2 separate regions of the Oryzias latipes genome follow, and region 2 is linked to region 1. The links are chromatin contacts, called in public Hi-C maps. All regions are on one chromosome and are shown on one strand. Each heading gives the region's core, a stretch centred on a gene start, on an enhancer-like site or on the middle of the called end of the contact. The rest is flanking DNA. Distances are from core to core; before and after follow the strand shown. Region 1 holds the start of grxcr1 (glutaredoxin domain-containing cysteine-rich protein 1). Region 2 holds the start of bend4 (BEN domain-containing protein 4).

Region 1 (5,263 bases), core at 1,003-3,502:
GACCCGTTCAACTTACATTTGAAAACAAACATTTATATTTATATATATATATGCAATTATTTATTAATTATATATATTTATTTATAAAGTTTGGTAGATTATTGATGATCGCATGAATAAGTGTGTCTTAAACTGGGATGGACCTAAACACCTCAAAGTTTTGTGCTCAGTTAATTCACCTGAACTAACTGAAACTGAAAGAGAAACAATGAATATGATCACTGAAACAACATGTAATTGAAGAGAGTCACGTGTTAACCTGAAAAATAATCAGGCATGACCGATGACTCTAGCTGGACTGATTGACCCTTTGCCCCCTGGTAATCCAAACAGGAAGTTCCCGCTGGTTCACAAGAGGCCAACACATAGACCTCTATTAAGAACTAAACAGCTATTACTTTCTTATGAAATAAGTTCTTTTCTATGGAGGTCGTCACACTCATCTGTCCAGCTCCCAGCTCTCATTTATGGTCAATGCAAATGAAATGCACTTTATTCTGCTCAGGTTTGAGGAGATGGCTGCAGCCTATCCCAGCAGGCAGATGATCAGTCCTCATGACCTCGCAGCACAAATGTCACATCCACCCAAAATTCAGATTAACTCCCAATGCAGGATTTAAAATTGCAGGAGGAGACCTGGATAAAGTCCTGACATGTGGAGGGAAAACATGCAAAGTAATTTCATCTGTGCTGTATGTCATGTGTATGCAGCATACTTGACAATAAAGCTGACTTTTACTTTGACTTTGAACTCCTCACAGTATAGATCTGGATTCCAACCAGGAACACCTCACCGTGAGGAAGGCCGTTACACAAGTTACTACACGGTTTGGACTTTTGAAGCACTAAAGTTGATCTGTCAAAGCAGAAGAAACTTTGTGCTGCTCTTCATCCTGAGCGTTTGTTTTCCAAGGATGTATGCTCATGTTCTCTCAATAATATTAACTTTGTTAAGCAGCTGTTGCTCAACTGTGGACATTTTGCACCAAACACATCATTCAAATCCATAACACTAGACATCAGTCCCGCAGATAAAGCTTTACTTTATGAACTTGAATTTATCCAAACAGTTATCCTGCATTTCAAATCCTTCAGAGATTTATAAAAGCTGAGACTTTCTCTGTGGGATCGTGCTGCTTCACCTTGATAAGTATTTAATCTCCACTCTGAAAGAAAGAAAGAAAGAAAAGCCCCCTTAATTGCGCGGAGAGGCTTTATTCGGTCAGTGACACGGTGCGATCACATAATACCAGTTAACAGGAAAACAGTGATGACCTTTTATGTCACCTGCAAGCTCTCTGACCCGTAGGAACAATCGCTGCAGTGCTGACAGAAAGCAGTGCTGCAAATTCATTAACCTGATTAGTTTCTCCTGGAACACTTAACCAAATGCATCATTAATCATTAATTGCTGTGTGGCCTTGTCTGGTCTTTGGAGTCTTCCCGCAGAACAACAACTCTCACTAGAAAGTTGATGGGAAATGGCTTTGAAACACCTCAAGGACATTTGGGACATTAGAGTGTTTGCTATGAAGAAGCCATAAGTTTGATGGACAGTACTTACACAGTTGGAATTAGGAAGGTTTTCAAACAGCGTCTGCCCGGCACTGACTTTATGCTTGACCCCTCTCACCGTCCCATTCTTACTGAGGATGTTGACCCTTTTGGTGGTGAACAGCCAGTCCTTGGTGGCGCCCGCGTGCAGGAGCAGCGCGTCAGGCTCTCCCTCACACTCATCCAGCTCAGAACCCAGAGGTCCGAACAGGTGGGCTTCTCCGGTCGTGGAGGGGGTGCTGGCCCGCTCGGCGTCGGAGCTGCTGGTGCAGTCTGAATCCAGAGAGTCCGAAGGGCCCTCATCCTTGAACATCTCCTTCAGCACCCGCCCGCTGCTCCCTGAGGCCACGCGGAACCTCACCCGCTTCTGCGGCTTCTCCTGCCCTGCCATCAACTCTGTCCCCTCCATTGCGAACCCTCCTCCACATTACATGGCCCCCAGCTCTGCAGTTAGGATCCTTCTTCCTCATTTAGAGGTAAACACGCAGCTCAGACACACTTTTTTTTGTTTCCCATGGATTACTCCCAGGTTTAATCCTCACAGTGTGAACAGATCTAAAAATGACTGGGAGCCTGTAAGCTCCCCTCGCAGTCAAATAGCCACTAAATAATACATGTGTTTCTACCATGGCAACCGAGCAAGCTAATCCCACGTAAAATGATCCTGTCCTTTCAATTATTCATGATTTTCTGCAGAGTTTATAGCAAAGCTTTGATGGAAGACTTTTAACTGTCTGACTTCATACGCTGTTATCAAACAAACATTTCATCTTCTTCTGCAGATAAAAGACAACAGCTGACCTTGGGAGGGCGACAACCCTTCATCAGCTGCTGCAAAATTCTGTTTTTTTAATTTTTGGATGAAACTTGTTGACTGATGAAAAAATCGTATAGTTCATGTTTGGAATTCGTATTCTCCTCATATTGTAGACAGCCCTTCTCACGTGTTCAGCTTTTTTTTCCAACGTCAACAACTTTCTCATTGGCTATTGTCAATGATGTTGGTGATTCCCCTGCAAATTGGCACAGTTTTTAAATAAGATGGCATTTAAAAAGTTTAAGACTTTTTGGAGGACAATCAAATGCACCCTCTGAGCATGTTGTACTCTTGACTGAATCCACATGAGGACTTCCACTTTTATATCCCATCTTTGTGCATTACAAATTTTAAAACGGTTCTTTTTATTTTAACGTGTATGAATTGAATTCAAAAAGCCTTTTCATTAATGTACATAAGTAAAAACAACCATTTTTTTCTTCTTTTTCTCCAAACTTTTTAATGAGTCACAAAAAAGGGCTTGCTCAATTGTTACTGCTGTTAGAAAAAAGGTGGTACTTTGGGTCTGTACCCAACGCTTACAGATCCACTCCAATGAAAATGGTGTTTTTGGTGCTTTTAAAGGGCCAATACCCGGCTATTCTTAAGCCTTTTATAGTAAACAATATTGTGGCGACCGACATTAAGCTGTGTTAATCTGTCTTGTGTTGCTATCCTCAGTTTGTGTTGAGTGATTCTGTTGTGTTCTGTGTTTACATTGGTGGTCTAATTGGTTAGATTAATGGGATTGGAAGAGTGTGGGTGGGGGAGGAGGAGCAAGTGAATAAAAAAGGAATGTCTGAAAGCCTGTATGCTCTGAAAACGAATGGCGTCAGGGCCAGTCTTCCATTTTGTGCTGTTTGGTACGGTTGCTGCCAATGGCAACCATTTGAGCTACATTAAAGGCTTCACATCAGCCGGATGTTACAATATCCATGTATATAATAAAATGTTACCGTTGGCAAGAAAGACTTTTTATTTAAAAAGGTAAGACGACTCGATCCCTGAAGCACTGGCTTTGTGTGGGTGTCGCCCATGTCATGACATCATCCTATAGCCTGCCTCGGCAATGTGTCTGTGTGTCGCCCACGAAAACAAACGATATCCAAACTTTTGCGAAGATGGATGTGCATATTGTGCAAAGAAAATGAGAGCATTTAGCCGATGACTGTTAGGAGAAAGTGTGTGTGAGTTAGCCTGTGCTGGCAGTGCAGACTCTTCTTGGAAGGGGCAGTTCCTCACTTATCTTCGTCACAATGTGAGAACCCGCACATTTCCATAGAATTCTTAATGGGGCTGGTGCTCAGAGAGTAGATTTTTGGAGGAATACTCGGAGATGTGTGAACGAATCAAAATACCACTTTGGGGTTTCTTTTCGTGAGGAAGGAACATTATAAAACACTTTAAAAAATTGATTTGGCATGATAGAGGCCCTTTAACATGTTCTTAAGGCATTTCTCTCATGGAGGACATAGTTAAGGAAAATTAAAATTACATTTTTACAGCTGGATGGCTCCATTTTTGTTGCACAGCTAACATTAGCTTGGGGTTGTGAGGGGCTGTACGCCAGCGGGAGAGCATGTAAACAGATGGGTGATGGAAACTGGGGGCGGGCTTACTCCACACCAGCAGTCCCGTCCAGTCCCATTTGATTAGTTTGTCTTTAAAATTAGAAGTCTGGTTTTGTTTTATTAAATTGGTGTCAAACTTGCATTGTTTTTGAAATGGTTCCTGCAACTCTTTCATTGATTGGACTAATTATTAATATGAGATTAATCATCATGCAGAGGCTGTCTGTTGTTATGTGTGGGCTGGTAATACAGCTTTTTTTTTGTGGTCTGTACAAATATTTACAGTGTTTGATAAAGCAAGAATTGCAAAGATAAGATATATCAAATGACAGGATATGAAAATGTAAAACTTTCTTTTTTTGTGCTGACCATAGTCTGCATTCATTTATTATTGACCCATTAGTGCACATAAAACTATGCCTCTTTTATTTTTGTATTTAACTGCAAAATACTGATTGGTCAAATTCATGTGATGATTTATAAAAAACACGTAGATTGGACATTTTAAAAGCAGAATCTTAATGATACTTTAAAAGACAATTGCCACTGTAATACAGCTGAATGATTTTTTTTTCATGATTTTAGACTTTCTTGAGGCATTGGTCATGTTTTTTTCTGTTTCCTGTAACCCCTTATCTTTCCTTTTCTCAAAAACTTTTGCCTTTTGTCTGGCCACATTTGAAAATAAAAAAATATTTTTCTTAATCCTTCTTGCCCGGATAAATAAAGATTAAATATTGTTTTTTAAGTATTAAAATGACAGGCAACTGGCATTTATGATGTTCTAGCACTCTTGACCGGTCAGTGTCCCCTCAGGCTGTGAGTTCCTTCAAACGGAGTTAAGGTTTGTTTTAGAAATATCTCAGACATCTTCTGTTAGTCTGAAAAGAGTGGCTTAGTGAGATCATCCCTGTACTCCAGTTCATGATTCACTGTAAGGTGATATTATTCCTCAACAGTCCGAGGAGGGAGTGCAGGTGCTGACGAAGTCCTCAGAGAGAAGAAAGGAACATCTAATGTGTCACGGTGACATAATGCTGTCTCAGACAGTTTTTGGTGTCTGCGTGTGTTTGTGTGTGACAGGTTTCCTGGTAAGCAAGAAGCGCTTTTCCTGGAAATGTGTTCTTTCTTTTCAAAATGTTCCCACTGCACATGTTTGCACTTGTTTTATTTGTTAAAATAAAACTTTATAAGGTCCTGAGCTAATTACAATCATGCAATTGACTTCCAGGCCTTTATGATCCAAAGTGACCTCAATTTACAATACAGCTTTGAAAATAAGTTTTGAACTGAACATGAGGATTACACCGGTAGTCATGCA
Region 2 (4,839 bases), core at 2,313-4,812, 140 kb after region 1:
TTTAAAAAAATTGATTAAAAAAATAATAATAACGTGGATACCCACAATTCTCCTTGATTTCATGTGAGACAGTCTAACTGGCTGTTGCAGGTGAGATGCTAACTAACCAGCTCTATAAGTTCAAGTCTCTAGTCTGTGATAAAAAAAATAATGAAATTACATTTTTATTAATGCAAAAACTGTTATTAAATGTATTTAAAAACACTACTATTACTACTACTACCCTAAAAAAAAGAAAACGCCTTTAAAAAGATAAACTTGTACTACTACTACTTTTATTACTACTATTACTACAAAGCTATTTTTTAACTGCTTAAAAAAACTCACTAAACTTTAGGGAACACAAATACAGACGGTTTGTTTCTTTATTCCCAGTGCAGAAGTTTTGAAAAGAAAACTTTGATTTTTGGACCTGACCGCCATGTTATGAGGTAAAAAAAAAAAGAATAAGCAATTAAATATTGTTTAAGTTTGTTTAAGTCCCAAATCTCAAGTTTTACGTCCGGTCTCACTAAAATGTGACTGAAGTCGGAATCCCCCGCCTCTGTAACAGACCACCTCCTTATCCCTGAAACTAGAATATTAGATTTCCTGCAAACAATTCTTAACGTTTATGATGTTCAACCATAATGCTCAAGTTTATAAGGTATTTAAAGTAATTACGTCTAAAGTAAGTAAACTGATGTAAAAACTCACCATCATGGGCAAAAGCTACAAAGAAATTTTAACTTGGCTGACTAAAATCCAAAGATTTTGGTAAACAGAACCAAAACAAAAGCTAAAATGACCACAAATGATAAAGCTTGAAATTATTCCATGTTTACAAACCTAATATTAGCCTATAAATCAGTTCTTTATGAGAGTTAAACTGCAATATTGCAACAACAGCACTGCTAACAGTTCAAATGCTCTTTGGAGCTAAAATTTCAGAGTTTTTGAAAATATTATTTTAGATTGAATTTTCTCTCATTTGGTTTCAATAAGGAAGATTCAAATATAGGAGCAAAACAGACTAAAAGTACAAGAACCTCCTGAAAAACAAAATGTTTGGCTACAATTTCCCCACCATTGGCGTCAAACCTTCATTTTTGGGTTTTGTTTCGGTTTGATAAATGATTTGTGATGTATGGAGGACGATGTTTTTAATGTGCTGTTTGTTTTTCTACCTACAGCACTTTGAGGTGGATTCTTACATGAAATACATTACATTTAGCACAACACGCATGTGTGACACTTTGAACATAAACACATGCAAACGTATGCAGTACTACTGCAGCGACTCGCTTCAAGGCTGTAACATATGGTTCGGCTTTAAACTGAGTATTGTGGTCAAAAACATGCTGAAGGTGTTTCTACCAAAACATGTTGGAAAAAACCGAATCTGAAACCATAAATTGAGCAAATGTGATTAAAAAAGATCCGTTTCAGGAAAGGAAAAAAGCTACTTTTTCCCCTTTTGTAAAATAAAATAAAAACATCTTTAGAATGGACTGATGTTGTATGTATTACTTCTTAGAATCATTCATACTGAGGGAAAAATTTGTGTTTATTCAAGAAATAAAACCTCCCAGAAAACACAAACAGTGGCTAAAAAATCTAAAATTATGATTTTTTTTCCTGGAATGACAGACTAAAATGATTCCGTTTGCACTAATTTCCACTGTTCCGTTTAATCAGAACTCTAATTAATTTAGCATCACCTTAAATGGAAAAAACATTGAAGAAATTTTTTTTTTATATATATTTTGGAATAAATTCAGGCATGAAGGGGTCAAAACCCCTCCCATCCAGCAGCAGCTTCACCCCAACAGGTTTAGAAAGGTGTCAGGGCTGAACTGCTCCATCCAAATGTTCTGATTAGGTTTGATGATGAGCGAGCCCTCAGCGTGAATTTGGTTTATGTGTGGCGGCGCAGAAAGGCCCGCTGGGAGTTTATTTGGAGAACATTAGGATAAATGGACACGCCGCATCATCAGGATCTGATCCTGTTTCACTGATAACAATCTGGAGTGTGGCGAGGTAAAATGAGGCTTCTGGGGCCCAAATTCAAGTGGGTGTAAGATGAACTCTATGCTTGGATTTTGCTGGAAAAACAACTTTGAAACACAAGGAACTCTTTGGGTTGCTGGGGCTGTAAAATGACAAATTTAGAATTGAAAAACATCTGAGAAGGTGAAAATAAATGGGTTGAATTTAGAATTATTCCAAAAACCTTCAGTTTCATTATTTAAAAGAATAAGAAGGAATACAATAGGCACTTGGAAGTAACCAGTCCTGTTCAGATGACCTCTGACCTCTCCACGGCTGCCAACATCTATGCTCAGCATGAATTTCCACCTGTTAAACATTCAGCTCCAACCCATTTAAAGAGGAAAAAAGTTATTTTTCCACCCTGTTTTACGCAGACTAACTTCTCTGTGAGGTACAAGTTCTAAACTGCTCTCCAGAACTTGTTCTCACTCGGAACTTACGCGCTGCGAACTCGGTGTCGTCCACCTCCCTGTCGTTGGTGCAGCTGCCCTGATCCAGCCGCGCCTCCGCGGCAGCGCAGCAGTAGCGCAGCGCGCAGGTGCCGCAGCACACGGTGGCGTCCGCCGTGTCAAAGTCCTCGGGACACTGAAAGCCCTCGTGATAATTCCCACTGGTGTCCAGCCAGCCGTGACAGTACTCCCCCTGGGCGTCAGAGATCCGCAGGTTCCAGGTCAGATACCCCAGCAGCAGGCAGTTCAGCAGGCGCTCCATCCCGGCGGTCGGTCGGTGGCTCTGCGCTCCGAGCCCGTCCGAGTTCAGGTCCGCGTGCTGAGTGTGAGGCAGGAGCTGCGCGCGGAGACTTTTGGGACCTTCATCTTTTAGAGCATCCAGACGTGCAGGATCCTGAGATGCAGATCCAGACGTGTGAGATGCTGCGGAACCACAAATAAATCCTGTAGATCCAGACGGAAATGTCCAAAACTGATTCAAGCAGCGGAGTCAAGTGAAGTCCCTCCAGCGCGCCAGAGAGCCTGTGTTCCAACTGAGATCCCCTCACCACTGATCTGCTGCTAAACTCTGGGTACGCGCGCACGCACAGCCCCCACCACACAACGTGCGCGTCCTCGCGCTTTGGCCGCTGTAAGCAGATGTGACGGTGGAGGCAAAACTCCAACTGCAACACGTTTGTCCAAGCAGGAGACATATTTACATTTTTCCCTAATCCCTACCATTTATGCTTCTTTTAATGTTTTGATTGAATGTGATTGATTTTTACTGTTTTTTTCCCCTTTGCAAAAGAAAATGATGAACTCCTGGTTGCATCTTTCTGTTCATTTTTTTTATTTCTTGTGGTCAATTTATGTGTCTTGTGTTCCTGCAAACAATCATGATTTCAAAATGGGGGTCCCATCTGACCTTTTGGTCCCTGTGGCCCCCAATTCTAAACCCCCAAAAATAAACTATATTTAATAGCTTGGTGATTTTCTGAAATCAATGTGTTCCCTAACTTTGCAAATTAAAGTAAACCACAAGATACATTTTAGAGCAAGAAATATAAACATCACGCAAGTATTTCAAAAAAAATTATCTTTAGAAATATTTTATGGGTTGCTGATGTGTAGTGTTCATCCTAATGTGCAAGTCCCTATACTAAAACTACTAATAACAACCAAAATCGTATTTTTTTGTCTTTTTTTTGGGGGGGTTAATCATTTATTTTCTACTTGAATCTAAATAAAAGTGATATGAGACAAATACATAAATTATTCATAAAATTGCAGCTTTTTACCACGAGCCTCAGCTTTGTTCAACGCTGTAACAGCTTATTAACCCCCCTCCCCTTTTGTATCAATAATGATTTATTCCAACTTCCACGGAACTGACATCCTTAAACATTTTTTTAAGTGTTTGCATTATTTCTGCATTTGACTGTTTCTGTTGTTAGACTGACACTGCCGAGCTCAACGTTTGAACCTACAAAAGTGATATTTACTGTTGTTTGGGGAAAATTAACAATTGTCCTGGAAAAAGATACTGATTTCTTGTTTTCCTCCTGACGTATGATGCTTCATATTGTAGTTGATGTAGCCATGATGTAGCTACTTTTACCTAAAGTCTTTAACCGCATTACAATAAACACTGTTACTGGGTTGAATCCTTGTTATAGGACTTACAATCAAAATAATTTGGGATCAAGTTAAAATACTTTACAATGAGTTGTATTACTACACAAGGGACAGGTGATTACCACAGAACTGGAAGATATTTTTTAAAATAGATTTCAGAATTATAATCACACAATTAATATATATTGATCCATAATGGGGGTGAATTTAAAACAAACGGTCACAAAACAACTTCAAATAATTTGGGTGATTTCATGGTGGGAAAACATATTTTCTGAGAGATTCCTTGTCAGATGCAATGTTTAGAAATAAAGTTTTTTGTGGTATATTTTTCAAGAATCAGATTAATCAGTGCACTGAATTTAGATAATGACTCAATGGAAACATAACTATAATTATATATTTACATATTATATATAAATATTTATGACCACTTTATTCTAATTACATGTATTTAAGTCATGTGTTTTAGCATCAGTCACCAGCAGAAACATCTGAATTTAGCAGCAGGGTTGTTGTTTTTTTTTCATCTGCTGCTTCAAAAGCTATAGAGTTAGCGCCCCCTTGTGGTACTGCAAACTTTTGTTCCTGAGAGGCACTGTACACTCTTGAAGTGAAATGTTTCTTATTTATCTATTTCTTTCTTGATTTTTAATTAAAAAAAATTCTAATTATATTTAAAGGTTACTGTCATCAAAAAGATGCTTTATTGTCAAGAAATAAATGTAATGGATTTATTACA

What was found. Hi-C and Micro-C count contacts between places; a contact is called where the count stands out from the background.
Region 2: a contact with region 1 is called in a Hi-C map of embryo, with 2.3 times the contacts expected there. The contact joins the promoter of bend4 here to the promoter of grxcr1 in region 1. A contact is called at or near these places in 3 of 5 Hi-C or Micro-C datasets (all in embryo).

What each region holds. Positions count from the first base shown.
Region 1 is chr10:7,186,569-7,191,831 of ASM223467v1, forward strand. grxcr1 (glutaredoxin domain-containing cysteine-rich protein 1) reads right to left here and starts at 2,253. Exons shown (of 4, transcript XM_011479873.3): 1 at 1,565-2,253. The coding sequence starts at 1,963.
Region 2 is chr10:7,320,895-7,325,733 of ASM223467v1, forward strand. It overlaps bend4 (BEN domain-containing protein 4), which reads left to right and starts at 3,563. Exons shown (of 6, transcript XM_011479882.3): 1 at 3,563-4,839. shisa3 (protein shisa-3 homolog) reads right to left here and starts at 3,010. Exons shown (of 2, transcript XM_004073029.4): 1 at 2,472-3,010. The coding sequence starts at 2,742.